2 separate regions of the Macaca mulatta genome follow, and region 1 is linked to region 2. Evidence: chromatin contacts called from public Hi-C data. All regions are on one chromosome and are shown on one strand. The core of a region is the stretch at or near the end of the contact, and the rest is flanking DNA. Distances in the headings are between cores, read along the strand shown.

Region 1 (6,818 bases), core at 3,006-5,505, 150 kb after region 2:
TATGCTTAGATATGATTACAATAAAATGAAACCCTTGTAATGTTTATTATATTTAAAAAATTCAGATTCCTCCTGTAGTGCAAAACTTCATCATAACAATTCTGTGTAAAGAAAGTTTGTTCTGGACCTTAGCCAATAACAAAGAAACAAACTCATTTATTTAATGGCTACAGTCCAGGACCAGTAGAGGTCACCTCCCAGTGGTGTGTGTGTGGTGGTGGCGGGGGTGGGGGGTTGTTGCCAAATGAGACAATATATGCAGATGTCCACTATGAGGAATGAAAATCATCAAATATAAGATGATTTCTTTATCTTATGCTCCTCTTGTTTAAGGAAAATCTTTTGATGAGACTGTCCTCAAACATTAAACCATGGTCAGTGACTTAAAGACAATTTAATTTTTGATACAGATACGGGATCATGAGGCTTTCTAGAAAACACACTCTCTCTCCAACTCTGTCTTAGTCCATTTAGGTGGCTATGACAAAATACCATAAACTGGTGGCTTATAAACCACAGAGATTGACTCCTCACAGTTCTGGAAGCTAGAAGTCCGAGATGAGGGTGCTGGTGGCCCTCGTCTAGGTTGCAGACTGCCAACTTCTCGTAGTCTCCTCACATGGCAAGAGGGCGAGGGTCTCTCTGGGGCCTCTTGTATAAGGTCAATAATCCTGTGATGAGGGTAGAAACCTCCCAAAGGTCTCATCTCCGAATTCCATCACATTGGGGGTTAGGATTTTGACATAGGAATTTTTGGGGAACACATTCAGACCTTAGCACTCTGTGTCTCTCCGTCTCTCTCTCACACACATATACATAAGTGATAAAAAAAAAACAAAACTCTAATGGCAGAATTGAATTTGGGGGCAAGTCCAACTTTTAACAGATGTTTCCAAGAAGTAGCCAAAACAACAAAAGTGAAAAAATTTGGGGAACAGAATAGTTAGGTAAGTGGTTCTCATCTCTGGCTGCATAGTGCAGTCACCTAGGGAGCTTTATTTTATTTTTTATTTTTTTTATTTTTGTAGAGACAAGGTCTTGCTATGTTGCCCAGGCTGGTATTGAACTCCTGGGCTCAAGTGGTCCTCCCACTTTGGCTTCCCACAGTGCTGGGATTATAGGTGTTAACCATTGCGCCTGGCTGGCCTGGAGAGCTTTAACACATGCTGATGCCTAGGTCTACCAGCAGAGATTTGATTTCACTGATCTGGAGTATGGCCTGGGTATCAGAAATTTTAAGAACTCTCCAGGTCATTCTAATGTGCAGCTACAGTTGAGAACCCCTGAGTTAGACTATCAACATACTAACACTTTTTATTTGGCTTTAAAAGTGAAAACTAAATAAAATAAAAATCAGATCTTCTAAATAGCAGGTTAGCAGTAAAACCACTATATTTTTTCTGGCCTTCTTGAGACTGTAGTACCTTTTCTTCTTTGAGGAGGCAGGATTGCAACTGAGAGAAACAAACAGTACAAATAAAAGTATAACGTGACAGCTCTCTTCAAAGGTGCTGTTTTTTTCCCCCTTAAAAGAAATGAAGACATTTTCTTTTTCTTGTTTTGCTTTTATATATACACATATGTGTGTATATACATATATATATATATATATATTTTTTTTTTTTTTTTTCTTTTTTCTTTTTCTTTGAGACAGAGTCTTGCTCTTGTTGCCCAGGCTGGAGTGCAATGTTGTCATCTTGGCTCACTGCAACCTCCACCTCCCGGGTTCAAGCGATTCTCTTGCCTCAGCCTCCTGAGTAGCTGGGATTACAGGCACGTGCCACTACATCCAGCTAATTTTTGTATTTTTAGTAGAGATGGGGTTTCACCATGTTAGCCAGGCTGGTCTTGAACTCCTGGACTCAAGTGATCTGCCTGCCTCAGCCTCCCAAAATGTTGGGATTACAGGCGTGAGCCACCTTTTTTTGTATCCTAATGACATACCTTTGGAGCTCTTGATATGCAGACCAGGGCCAATACACACATTCTCATCTTGATTATTCAGTTTCCTGTGGGCCTACAAGTCACTAATCCTCAAAAGGTTAAGGCGAACTATTTTAGAAAACTATTATTAATGTAAGAAAGACTTACATAGATAAATAAAGAAAATGAGAGAGAGAAAGAGAGCAACTTTGGCAATTAAGTTAGGTAGAAAGATACCTAATTTTGTGGCTACCTCTGGCTTTGAGATTAGAAGAACTTGCACTGAAACATTGCACTAGTGGTCAACTTCTCTGAGAATTTATTTCTTCATCTATAAAATAAGACTTCCTGCCCAGGATTCTTACAATCATTGAGATATAGTCTGGGTAAATCATTTAAGAAACACCTGGCATGACACATGCGATGAATGTTAGTTCTGTTATTTCTTTCCTCTTAAAACAGGACTTTTTTTTTTTTTTAATAGGGTCTTGCTCTATCACCCAGGCTGGAGTGCAATGGTGTGATATTGGCTCCCTGCAACCTCCTCCTCCTGGGCTCAAGCAATTGTCCTTCCTCAGCCTCCTGAGTAGCTGGGACTACTGGCTAATTTTTGTATTTTTTGTAGAGATGGGGTTTCACTATGTTGCCCAGGCTGGTCTTGAACTCTCTGAGTTCAGGTGATCTGCCTGCCTCAGCTTCCCAAAGTGCTAGGGTTACAGGTGTGAGCCACTGCTCTGGGCCCCAAATAGGATTTTAGTTTCATGTGTCATCTGTCAAAGGGAGGGGCAGGTAGCAGATGGCTGCTGGAACTGGCCTAGGTCAAACACACTTGGGATTAAGGGCTAGGTCACAAACACGAAGGGTGAAGCCCAGCTCCACTCCTGGTGAGCTCTGTGACCTGGGCAGATTGCTTCACCTTTCAGAGCACCGGTTTTCTCTTGACAGCAAGGTATTACTGTGCTGTGCATCTACGGGGCTGCCACAGTGAGCAATCTAGGCACTGTGCTGACGGGCTGGTGGCTTCCCTGCCTCTCCCACGGGTCCACAAGGCTTGTAGGCAGAGGCTATGTGATGTATGCTTGCACTGCCAGTGCCTGCCAAATGCACAGCACATGGGAGGTGCTCCAAAATGTTTACTGAATAAAAGAGAGCTCTGATAAAGACAGCTGTCTAAAGAAAGCCTATTATTGCCTCAGCTTAGCAACATCTATTTCTGCAAATGTAGAGATTTAAAAAATATGTACATCTCCGTGTATGGCTTTGTTTTAAAGCCATCTTGCTTCTAGCAATCTGACCTCTGGATAAATTAAGGTGGTACCGTACTAATTTGCTTACATTTTAGTTCTTAAAAGGCATTGTGTTTCTTTAACAAGATAGCTTTTTAAAGGAGTCATAAATTGGTCCTAGTGCTTGGTGCTTTCAGACATTGCTTTGAGACATCTTTTACATATGAAATTGAATTTCCCAGTACAGTACTGATGAAAATGGACTCTACTTTGTGCCCAAAAGCAGTGACTTTTGATATTATAAATCGGTTTGCTTATTAGTCAGATTTTTGCACATGTAAGGAAAAACACATTAAAAAAAACAGTTTGCTTAGTAGTGTTTGTCATAAGCAGCTGTCTCTAACCAGCGTAACAAAAGGCGTTTGCTTCTGAACACATGTCAGGAAAACCATCAATAGGGGAGCTCTGAAATTCTGACTTCTTTCTCTCTTATTAACAAAAAAAAGAGAGAGGATGTGGCTTAGTCGTCACATTTCTTAGAAGTATTTTAAAACCACGTGGCTCACTCAAATCCAATAATAAAGTCATTGAGTGCTAAAAAGAAATGATAAGAGGCAGGGGAAAGATTGTTTCATTGCCAACGCCACCGGAATAAGAAAAAAATTTCTTGAAAAATTAAACTGAAACTTTGACATCTGTATTTTTCTAAATTTCTCTATAATATAGACATTACTTTCTTTCTAAGAAGAGAGGTTTCCAAATATCTAATTTTGCTAAGTGACTCTCTTTGTTATAACACGCGGAACTATAAACATTGCGCAAGATGTTAAAAATAATACAGCTCCCAGGACTGCTGAGAATTAATTAGGAAGGTAAATTTATTACCTAAATAAATTAATAAAGCTGAGTGCCACTCAGGGTCTGACATTAAGGGATTATATGCTTTCCATTAAAGACAACTAATAAATATAGTTTAAAGGATTGAGGGAGGGCCGAGGGAGTGAACAGGCTAGCGCACACCAGCACAGGCGGTGCCAGACGTCAGCTGACTGCCTCCATTGAGGTTACCATGGAAACCCCTTCCTTTGGGACACTGCCACGAGGGTAGGGTGCTTTAGAAATGGTGATGGGGCGCAGACCGGCGGGCGGATGGATTTCAGCAGGGTTCACCCTGTACACATTACAAGGACAATCCATCTTCCAAACGAAATGATATCTTTCCAGCAAGTCACGTCAAATAGAGCAATAAAGCATGAAGTCTGGCATAATTACAGTCCATTTACCTTTACAAAACAGTCACATCAGTTCAGATAATTGTCTCTTTTCTCTCCCCTGCTTGCTTCATATTCTCCACAGAACTAAAGGAGGTATTTGTGTAATTAATTGGCTGCTTCCTTAGCCATCAAGCCCATACTGATAAAAAGGGACTATATCAAAACAACATTAATAGACAGATTCAAACATTCTTCAGACCAAACACTCAGGTAAAACTAACACGACTCAACAACAAAAGAAGGGTAAGAAGAATTCTAGCTGAGGTAAGGCTATTATGTTTTGGTTTATGTGATCTCACTGAAAACTGGCGAACAGATTTTTTGTTTACGCAAATTAAACTCAATCTTGGCAACCGGTTCCATGGATGCTGGTTTGGGAGGACTAATGTCCACATGAACTCTAGTGGCCGAAGTGCATTTATTCAAGCAACATGCTTCAGCCATGGGGAGCAATCTTTCCCACCAATTTATACTGATCTCTAGCATGATTTTCAAAGAGATTGTGATCAAAGCTTTGGACACAACATTGCTAATTATATAGGCTATTTCTTGCTTCTGTTTTCCATATCAAGCCTCAGCAACCACAAGTTCCCCAGCTTCAAAAAACATTCAAATTCTAACGCTACTGTCCCTGTAAAAATTTTAACCTTTCTTAACAATTTTAGAACTAATGCTTTAATTCAATATTACATACAAATATAGCATAGTGACTCAAAGGGGATGACGCTAATTTGACAATAACGCAGATTCCAGTTGGCTGAAACCTTAACCTTAGTGTGCAATATTTATACATAGAAAGGGGTCACCTGTAACTTAATGTTTCATGTTGTTTATAATTATATGACCATGCCATTTGTGAGAACAGTGTTTGCTGAAAAGAGACTCAAAAACCTATCACGATTTCCTGTTTTGATCTTTCCTGTGTGAGTGACTAGAACCATCATTAAATGGTAAATTGACTGAATAATTCTTGCTAATGGAAGAGGGGAAAAAAGTGCCAAATTCATCTTTTAATTATGTTTGCTTAGGCTTACATAAAGATCAAGCTTTGTTTCCTGAAAACAAACCAACTAATGACAAAGAGTGGAGAGATGGTTCTCATAAAGATTCACTGATAATCCAGTGTGTACTGAGTTATGTATTTTAGGATAAGAGAAAAATACATGATATAACTACATACCTATTAGAATGGCTAAAATAAAAAAAAAAAGACACTATCAAATACTGGTGAGGATGGGAAGTGACAGAAACTCTTATTCATTCCTGGTGGAAATGGAAAATGATACAGCAACTTTGGAAAATATTGGCAGTTTTTATAAAGCTAAATTTAGTCTTATTACAGGATTGAGCAATAGCACTCCTATTTACTCAATAGATTTAAAAACTTGTGTCCATACAAAAAACCTGCTTGCAAATGTTTATAGTAGCTTTATTCATAGTTGCCAAAAAGTGGAAGCAATCAAGATGTTCTTCAATAGGTGAATGGAGAAACAAATTATGGCACCTCCATATAATGAACTATTTCTTGACTAAAAAAAAAATGTGCCAACAAGCCATGGAAAGACATGGTGGAACCTTAAAGGCCTACTGCTAAGTGAAAGAAGCCAATCTGAAAAGGCTATAGTCTGTATGATTCTAATTATATGACATTCTAGAAAAGGCACAACTGTAGAACAGTAAAATGATTAGTGGTTCCTGTGGGTTCAGGGGAAAGAGGGAAAGGAATGAACAGGTTACGCACACAGGATCCTTAGAGCAGTGAAACTGTTCTGTGTGATACTGTAATGGTGGATATATGACACTATACATTTGCCAAAACCTACAGAACTCAACAGCATCAAGAGTGAACCTTAATGTGGGCAACTTAAAAAAAATTAGGAGGTTGGGAGATTTCACGTAGGAATGCAAAAATGTGACAAGACAATCTACCTATATTAAAAGGTATGGGCCAGGCACAGTGACTCATGCCTGTAATTCCAGTACTTTGGGAAGCCAAGGCAGGTGGATCATGAGGTCCAGAGTTTAAGACCAGCCTGGCCAAGATGGTGAAACCCGTCTCTACTGAAAATACACAAAAATTAGCCGGGCATGGTGGCGGGCGCCTGTAATCCCAGCTACTCGGGAGACTGAGGCAGAGAACTGCTTGAACCTGGGAGGTGGAGGTTGCAGTGAGCCAAAATTGCGCCATTACACTCCAGCCTGGGCGACAGAGCGAGATTTCATCTCAAGAAAAAAAAAAAGGTATGAAACAATCTCACTGAAGAGGGTGGGAGGAAAAGGTGCTGACCTAGGTAACTTTGGAAATGAGTGGAGTGTGTAAGACTAAAGGAAAAAGGAAGTACACGTAGCACTGTACTCCATTTGATAAAGTTGTGCCTCACAGGGTACAGGTTAA
Region 2 (6,312 bases), core at 643-3,142:
CAGATGGGGTTTCACCATGTTGGCCAGGCTGGTCTTGAACTCTTGACCTCAGGTGATCCGCCCGCCTCAGCCTCCCAAAGTGCTGGGAATTACAGGCATGAGCCACCATGTCCGGCCTCTTCTGGCTTCTTACTGTTAGATGCAGGAGGGTTGAGGACAGCTCCATGTGAAGAGCAGGTAGGCTTGTACACCAAGGAACATTCACAGGGAGGGGCACACTGAGCTGGGAGCCTGCCTTCCTCTTCTGAGTTCCCCTAACAGCTGCTGTGGATGTTCTGAAGGGCTGTGGACAAAGTTGTCCTCTGGGTACAGAGCAATGGACTTTCCACTGTATGCCTGCCCCCTAAGGTTCCTAAAGCCTGGAATTCCCATTGACAGAAATTTCTGAGTGGCACATAAACAAAATCCAGCACTTTCTGCCGTGATTGCAGCATTTTGAATGATGTCAGATTCCCATTCTGTTCCCCCTAGGGCAGTTGACAGGGCTGGTGCAGGGTGAAAGCCTAGTGGGCCAGAGTGGTCAGGTAATTGGGTGTCATCCTCTCCTCTGGAGTGCCACTACATCATCTCTAGGTCCAGAGATGATCTGGATTAAGACAGGGCTTAAGTCTCCTGTTTCCCAGGTTTGTGGTCAGTTTTGACTCAATCTCCAGAAACAAGGTAAAATAGTAAATGAACAACGGCCTTTGTGAAGGATCTGGATTCACATCCGACAGGAACAGCTCTTTGAGAACCAGAATTTTACTCAATTTCGCTAGCATCAAGTTCTTAAATTATACATACTTAGAACTGAAAACGTTTAAGAGGGTCAGAAAGCTGGCCAGAGGGGCAGTTGCTTCAGCTTTAATACAACAAAGAGGGCGAGTGGGAACTTCGAGGTCATATTTGTGACGGGCTCAGGCTTGGCTCTTGGTGGCCCGGAACTGCTACGGGCCACGCTTCTCTGGCTTGGATTTCTGAGGCCCACTCGGGCCACGGGCATCTACCCCGGGATGAGGGAACGGAGGCCCCAGAAGGGTGGCCAGAAACGATGGGACTGTCCACTCGAGGTGCGCCTGGCACTTGGGAGGTCTCAGTAAAGGCTTCGCCTCTCCCCGCCCAGGGCCTTCTTTCCCGCGCTCCCTGGCTGCTTTCCACAGGGACGGGGATGTCAGGTGGAAGGAGGGAGCTACCGGCCCTGGCCTCGGCGGAGGGCTCCTCACCAGGGCCCGGGCGGCAGCCTCCGAGAGGGCGGGCCGCGCGCTGCCAGGGCAGGACTCGGCCGAGAGCGCCCCCGCGGCCGGCAGCTGCGGGCGCCGCGGCGGGAACAAAGACAGCACGTGTCTGGGCGGGGCGCGGGCGGGGTCGGCCCTCAGCCCCGCCCTGCTCGGCGCCCGCCGAGCGTCAGCAGAGTTGGGCTGCGCGGGCGCCCGGGACTCTCAGGCGGCCGGGCTGCTGTTGGGCGGCGGCGCGGAGCCGGCGGCGAGCTGTGCGGGAGGGGCGGTCCCGAGGGGCGGGGCGGGCCGGCGCCGCGTGTCCCGCCGCCGCCGCCGAGTCCGGCTCCTAGATGGGGCCCGGTGCGTAGAGGTGCCTCCCGCTCGTCGCCGCGTCCTACCTGCACCGTGCGCGGCTCGAGCTGAGGACATCAACGGCCGCAACTCCCCGGCGAGACCAGGCCGGCGCGTGGACTGCGCGCGCGCCCCGCGAGGGAGGGCGCTGAGGCGCGCGCCGGGAGCGGGAGCGGGAGCGCGGCGGCGGCGGCAGCGGCGGCGGCGAAGGTGCGGGCGGCCGAGCCGGGGGGCGGGGCCGCGGCGCCTGCAGAACCTTGGACAGAAGCTGCCGAGCCGCAGCCGCCGCCGCCGCCGCCGTCGCCGCCGCCGAGCGCGGGCACAGCCGATCCCCGCCGAGCGCTCCCGAGCGCCGGGACCGCGGCGGCAGAGCCGCGGCGCGCATTGCGGAGGGCGCGGAGCGCAGGAGCTGCCGCCTGCCGGGTAAGCCTGCGCTGGGCGGCCGTCCTTGGCCCAGAGGAGCCGGGCCCGGGTCGCGCCCGTGCGGGGTGTCCAGGCGGGGGTCTTCGTCCGCCTCCGTCGGCGCCCGGGCCCCTCCCAGCTGCGCTTGGGGACCGCAGCGGCGGCGGCGGGCGGGGGTGCTGCAGTGGAGGCGGCGAGGCTGCGGCGCGGGGGCGCGGGGCCGCGGGTAGGGCCCGGGACTGGGGCCGCGGGGTCCGCGGAGGCGCGGGGCGGAGGGGCGCGGCGCGGAGCCCAGCTTGGCGCTAAGAACCATCTTGTTTTCCAGGCAGATCCAAGGGGGCAGCACGCTTCCCGGGAGCGCCCCCGCCTCCTCCCCGGGGCCACCGCAGGCTCCGTGAGTGGTTTTATCCCTCCGGCCGGCAGGCTGGGCGCGCAGGGGCGCGAGCCCCCGCCCGGCGCGCAGCGGCACCATGGGCACGGTGCTGTCCCTGTCCCCCAGCTACCGGAAGGCCACGCTGTTTGAGGATGGCGCGGCCACCGTGGGCCACTATACGGCCGTACAGAACAGCAAGAACGCCAAGGACAAGAACCTGAAGCGCCACTCCATCATCTCCGTGCTGCCTTGGAAGAGAATCGTGGCCGTGTCGGCCAAGAAGAAGAACTCCAAGAAGGTGCAGCCCAACAGCAGCTACCAGAACAACATCACGCACCTCAACAATGAGAACCTGAAGAAGTCGCTGTCGTGCGCCAACCTGTCCACATTCGCCCAGCCCCCACCGGCCCAGCCGCCCGCACCCCCGGCCAGCCAGCTCTCGGGCTCCCAGACCGGGGGCTCCTCCTCGGTCAAGAAAGCCCCTCACCCTGCCGTCACCTCCGCAGGGACGCCCAAACGGGTCATCGTCCAGGCGTCCACCAGCGAGCTGCTGCGCTGCCTGGGTGAGTTTCTCTGCCGCCGGTGCTACCGCCTGAAGCACCTGTCCCCCACGGACCCCGTGCTCTGGCTGCGCAGCGTGGACCGCTCGCTGCTTCTGCAGGGCTGGCAGGACCAGGGCTTCATCACGCCGGCCAACGTGGTCTTCCTCTACATGCTCTGCAGGGATGTTATCTCCTCCGAGGTGGGCTCGGATCACGAGCTCCAGGCCGTCCTGCTGACGTGCCTGTACCTCTCCTACTCCTACATGGGCAACGAGATCTCCTACCCGCTCAAGCCCTTCCTGGTGGAGAGCTGCAAGGAGGCCTTTTGGGACCGTTGCCTCTCTGTCATCAACCTCATGAGCTCAAAGATGCTGCAGATAAATGCCGACCCACACTACTTCACACAGGTCTTCTCCGACCTGAAGAACGAGAGCAGCCAGGAGGACAAGAAACGGCTCCTCCTAGGCCTGGATCGGTGAGCACTGTAGCCTGCGCCATGGCTCAAGGATTCAATGCATTTTTAAAAATTTATTATTAAATCAGTTTTGTGTACAGTATGTGTCTAGCAAAGCCACCAAGGGCCTCACCTTTCCCACAGTCTCTCCCTGGGGTTTTTTCAGCCCTGCCAAGAACTCTGGGCACTTTTGAACTCACGAGCCTTGCGCAAAACCCAGAAGATGTATTCGGAGCCACCCAGGCCACTGACCTCCCACTTTGGGGAACTCAAAGAACTGACCTGCCCCTGCCGCCTGTGCCCTTGCTGGGTCCAGGGTAGGCGAGGCTGCCGGCTGCACCCTGTATGGCGCTAGAGAGGGGACTCTGGCTGCCTGACCCAGGGAGGAATTGGGGTTTCTGGTTGGAGGCCCTTTTCTGGCTCCTGTGTGGAGTTACTCGCTCTCCCAGAGGCTCCTGGAGCCATCCACCCTAACTGAGCTGCCAGTGGGGTCATGAGGCAGGATCCCCGCTGCGCTGGGACATCTTCAATCTAGGCGAGGCGAAGCTGAGCAGGTCTAGTGGAAAGACTGTGTCTGGTCGTTTGACCACACACCGCCCTGATTTGCTGTTTTCTTTTTTAGGGAGAAGGGCTTTCCTTTAGTGGAGAAATGGAACTCGCCCGTTGCCCCCTTGTCTGCTGCTCACAGCCGCATTGCTGGTATTGGCCGATGAGCTGCTTTGACTCGTTACTTTTTCTCATTTTGGGTCCCAGCTAAAGAGGTGGGGTGAAGCTGGAGACGACTTTCCTGGGTGAATTTTTCTTTTGAATAATGCAGTGCAGTCGCCCTGTGGCAAATGCCAGGACAGCTGCAGGTGCCCATTAGCAACGCCTGCCTTCTGGGCAAGGTGAGGGATGCCATACCTTGAGACCAAGCCGGTGCCCACCTAAGGGCTAAGGCCTCTTGCTGGTGCACATGACATTTGTCCTGCAGAGCTGGGGGGAAGGCGATGTGGTGGCCCCACCCCCACCCCTGTTAATTTAAAGCTGTTTCCAAACAGTTGAGTTTCTTCTAAAGAGGAAGACTTGCCCTACAGGGACCAGTGAGACAGCTGGATCTTGGAGACAATTACAAGACGGGAGTGAGACTCCTGATTGCTCTGGAAGCCTGCTGATTTCTACAACTGATCATTTGCCGCTGCTGGTTTTGGTTTCCACCTTCCCCTACTGGCTGTAAAAACACAAATGTGTACTTTATTGATTTTCTTTCTCATTCTCCCGTATTGGTGGCTTGGGACTTGGGAGAGGGAGCAAGCCTTCCTCCATGGCCCGTCACTCTGCTGTGGAGAACAAAGACCAATGTGAAGACGCTACAGAGGATTCTGTCTTCCAGGCCCAGTCCCCCCGGGAGTGCTGGAATGGGGACCTGGGGTGGGGAGGCAGAGGGTCACTTTACATAGGATTAGGTTCAAGGTGGTTACCAATTTCAGCACAAGCACTACTGAAATTTACACAAAAAGAAAGCTGTGAAATTGAAGTCCCAGTGTTAAGAGTCCTGAAGCAGAACCTGGTGGCCGGAGGCATTCCCAGAGGTGGGGAAGAGAGCCTGCCCTGCCGGAGAGCAGCTGCCTGGCTGCACCTGAGGCCCAGCGGAGCCGTTCCTAGGACTGTCGGATAATCGGTGCAGCATTGGAAGGAGCCTGCGGCTGCTGGCACAGACTTCACACAGCACCTCCTCTCTGCTGGGTTTCCACACAGCCTGTCTTCAGATCCTGCTGCCGCGTGCGACCAGAGGTGGGATGCCCCTGGTGGCATGGAAGAGGGAGGGTCAGTGCCAAGTCTCAGGAGGAGGGCGCATGTGTGTTATCACCTTCAGCTGGTGGAACCTGACCTGGAGTTGTGCGGTTACATTGCATCCACAGGATTCCAGTTGCGTGTCTGTTTCCTTCTCTTTCTCCGTATTTATTTTTTTATTCTTTGGAAGAGGTGGACATTTTGGAAGTGGTGGGGACTAAGGGAAGAACTCTATAGTTCCCTCAGTGTGAAGCCTGTCGTGTTCCCTCTCTTCCCTCGCACTGGTCATCAGTATTGTGTAAAGGAACAACTGATATACTTGAGTGTGCAAGCAAAGAACCCATTTGCCATGCTGCTATGAAGACTACTTTTAGAACAACAATAAAAAAAAACCTACAAAAAAACCTTTATTCTTTAATTGTTGCTTTTACAGTGATATTGTGCATGCAAACCAGGAGCATTTTGTGTCTTAAGAAAAATAATCTTAGAACAGATGGCTGTGAAAATTACACCCATGCACAGAACAAGCCACAGGAATAATAGTTCAGGATTTGGTTTTTCTCTTTTTCTTGTAAACCTGGAGGGTTGATATATTCTTTCCATGCAGTTATTAGAACTTAGTTTTGTTCCAACAGTTAAACTTGCAATGAAAAGAAAATGTGCCATTTTTTTTTCACTTGGAATTATTCATAGCTGTATATTTGAAACTGCTAATTACACACGTGTGATGTATGTTGGTTTTTTAGTGCAATTTCTTCTGTAGCTATTCTTTGACCAAACTGTGGGTATTGTTAATATTAATTTATATTTGTCTCATTTTGTATGTATGTGTAGTGTGTTTGTATGTGTGGTTTATAATCTGACAAAGTCATGAAGCTCAGTTTGGCTCTAATTTAATTCCCCTTCCCTTATTTTTATTTATTTTTGTACTGTGCTGATTCAATAAAATGCACTGACCATCCATTACAGAGACCTCTTTTTGTGGGCAGGCTGGGGCCCCCTTTAATAAATGATTCATGCACTCAGAACGTAATTGGATTTGTGTTCTGGGGGAGGGGAGGACAGAGTTGGGGGCGAGGGCTTCACACACTAAGGTGATTAAGAAGGAAGCACAGGTTAAGTCAGCTTTGGTTTAGCGTCGGCCGAGGCGGGGGCAGCTGTTTCCCAAAGGCTCCCGTGGCAGAGCTGGGTGACTGGAACCTCCAGCCAAGGAGGGTCAGG

The links. A called contact is a pair of places that touch in the nucleus more often than the background predicts.
Region 1: a contact with region 2 is called in a Hi-C map of fetal cortical plate, with 2.0 times the contacts expected there. The contact joins the enhancer-like site here to the promoter of CDK5R1 in region 2. A contact is called at or near these places in 2 of 14 Hi-C or Micro-C datasets (fetal cortex germinal zone and fetal cortical plate).

The regions. Positions count from the first base shown.
Region 1 is chr16:42,191,711-42,198,528 of T2T-MMU8v2.0, forward strand. The region is part of intron 21 of MYO1D (myosin ID); the gene reads right to left. All of the region lies in intron 2 of LOC144335435 (a long non-coding RNA gene), which reads left to right. Among named protein-coding and RNA genes, the nearest start is that of CDK5R1, 150 kb to the left of the region's middle. Within about 2 kb of position 4,256, at least 23 of the 40 cell types and tissues checked have an H3K27ac peak or open chromatin away from gene starts, as enhancers often do. A contact at or near this core is called in fetal cortex germinal zone and fetal cortical plate, where this site is marked.
Region 2 is chr16:42,047,135-42,053,446 of T2T-MMU8v2.0, forward strand. CDK5R1 (cyclin dependent kinase 5 regulatory subunit 1) reads left to right here and starts at 1,893. Exons shown (of 2, transcript NM_001257715.1): 1 at 1,893-1,970; 2 at 2,275-6,055. The coding sequence starts at 2,420. The coding sequence ends at 3,343.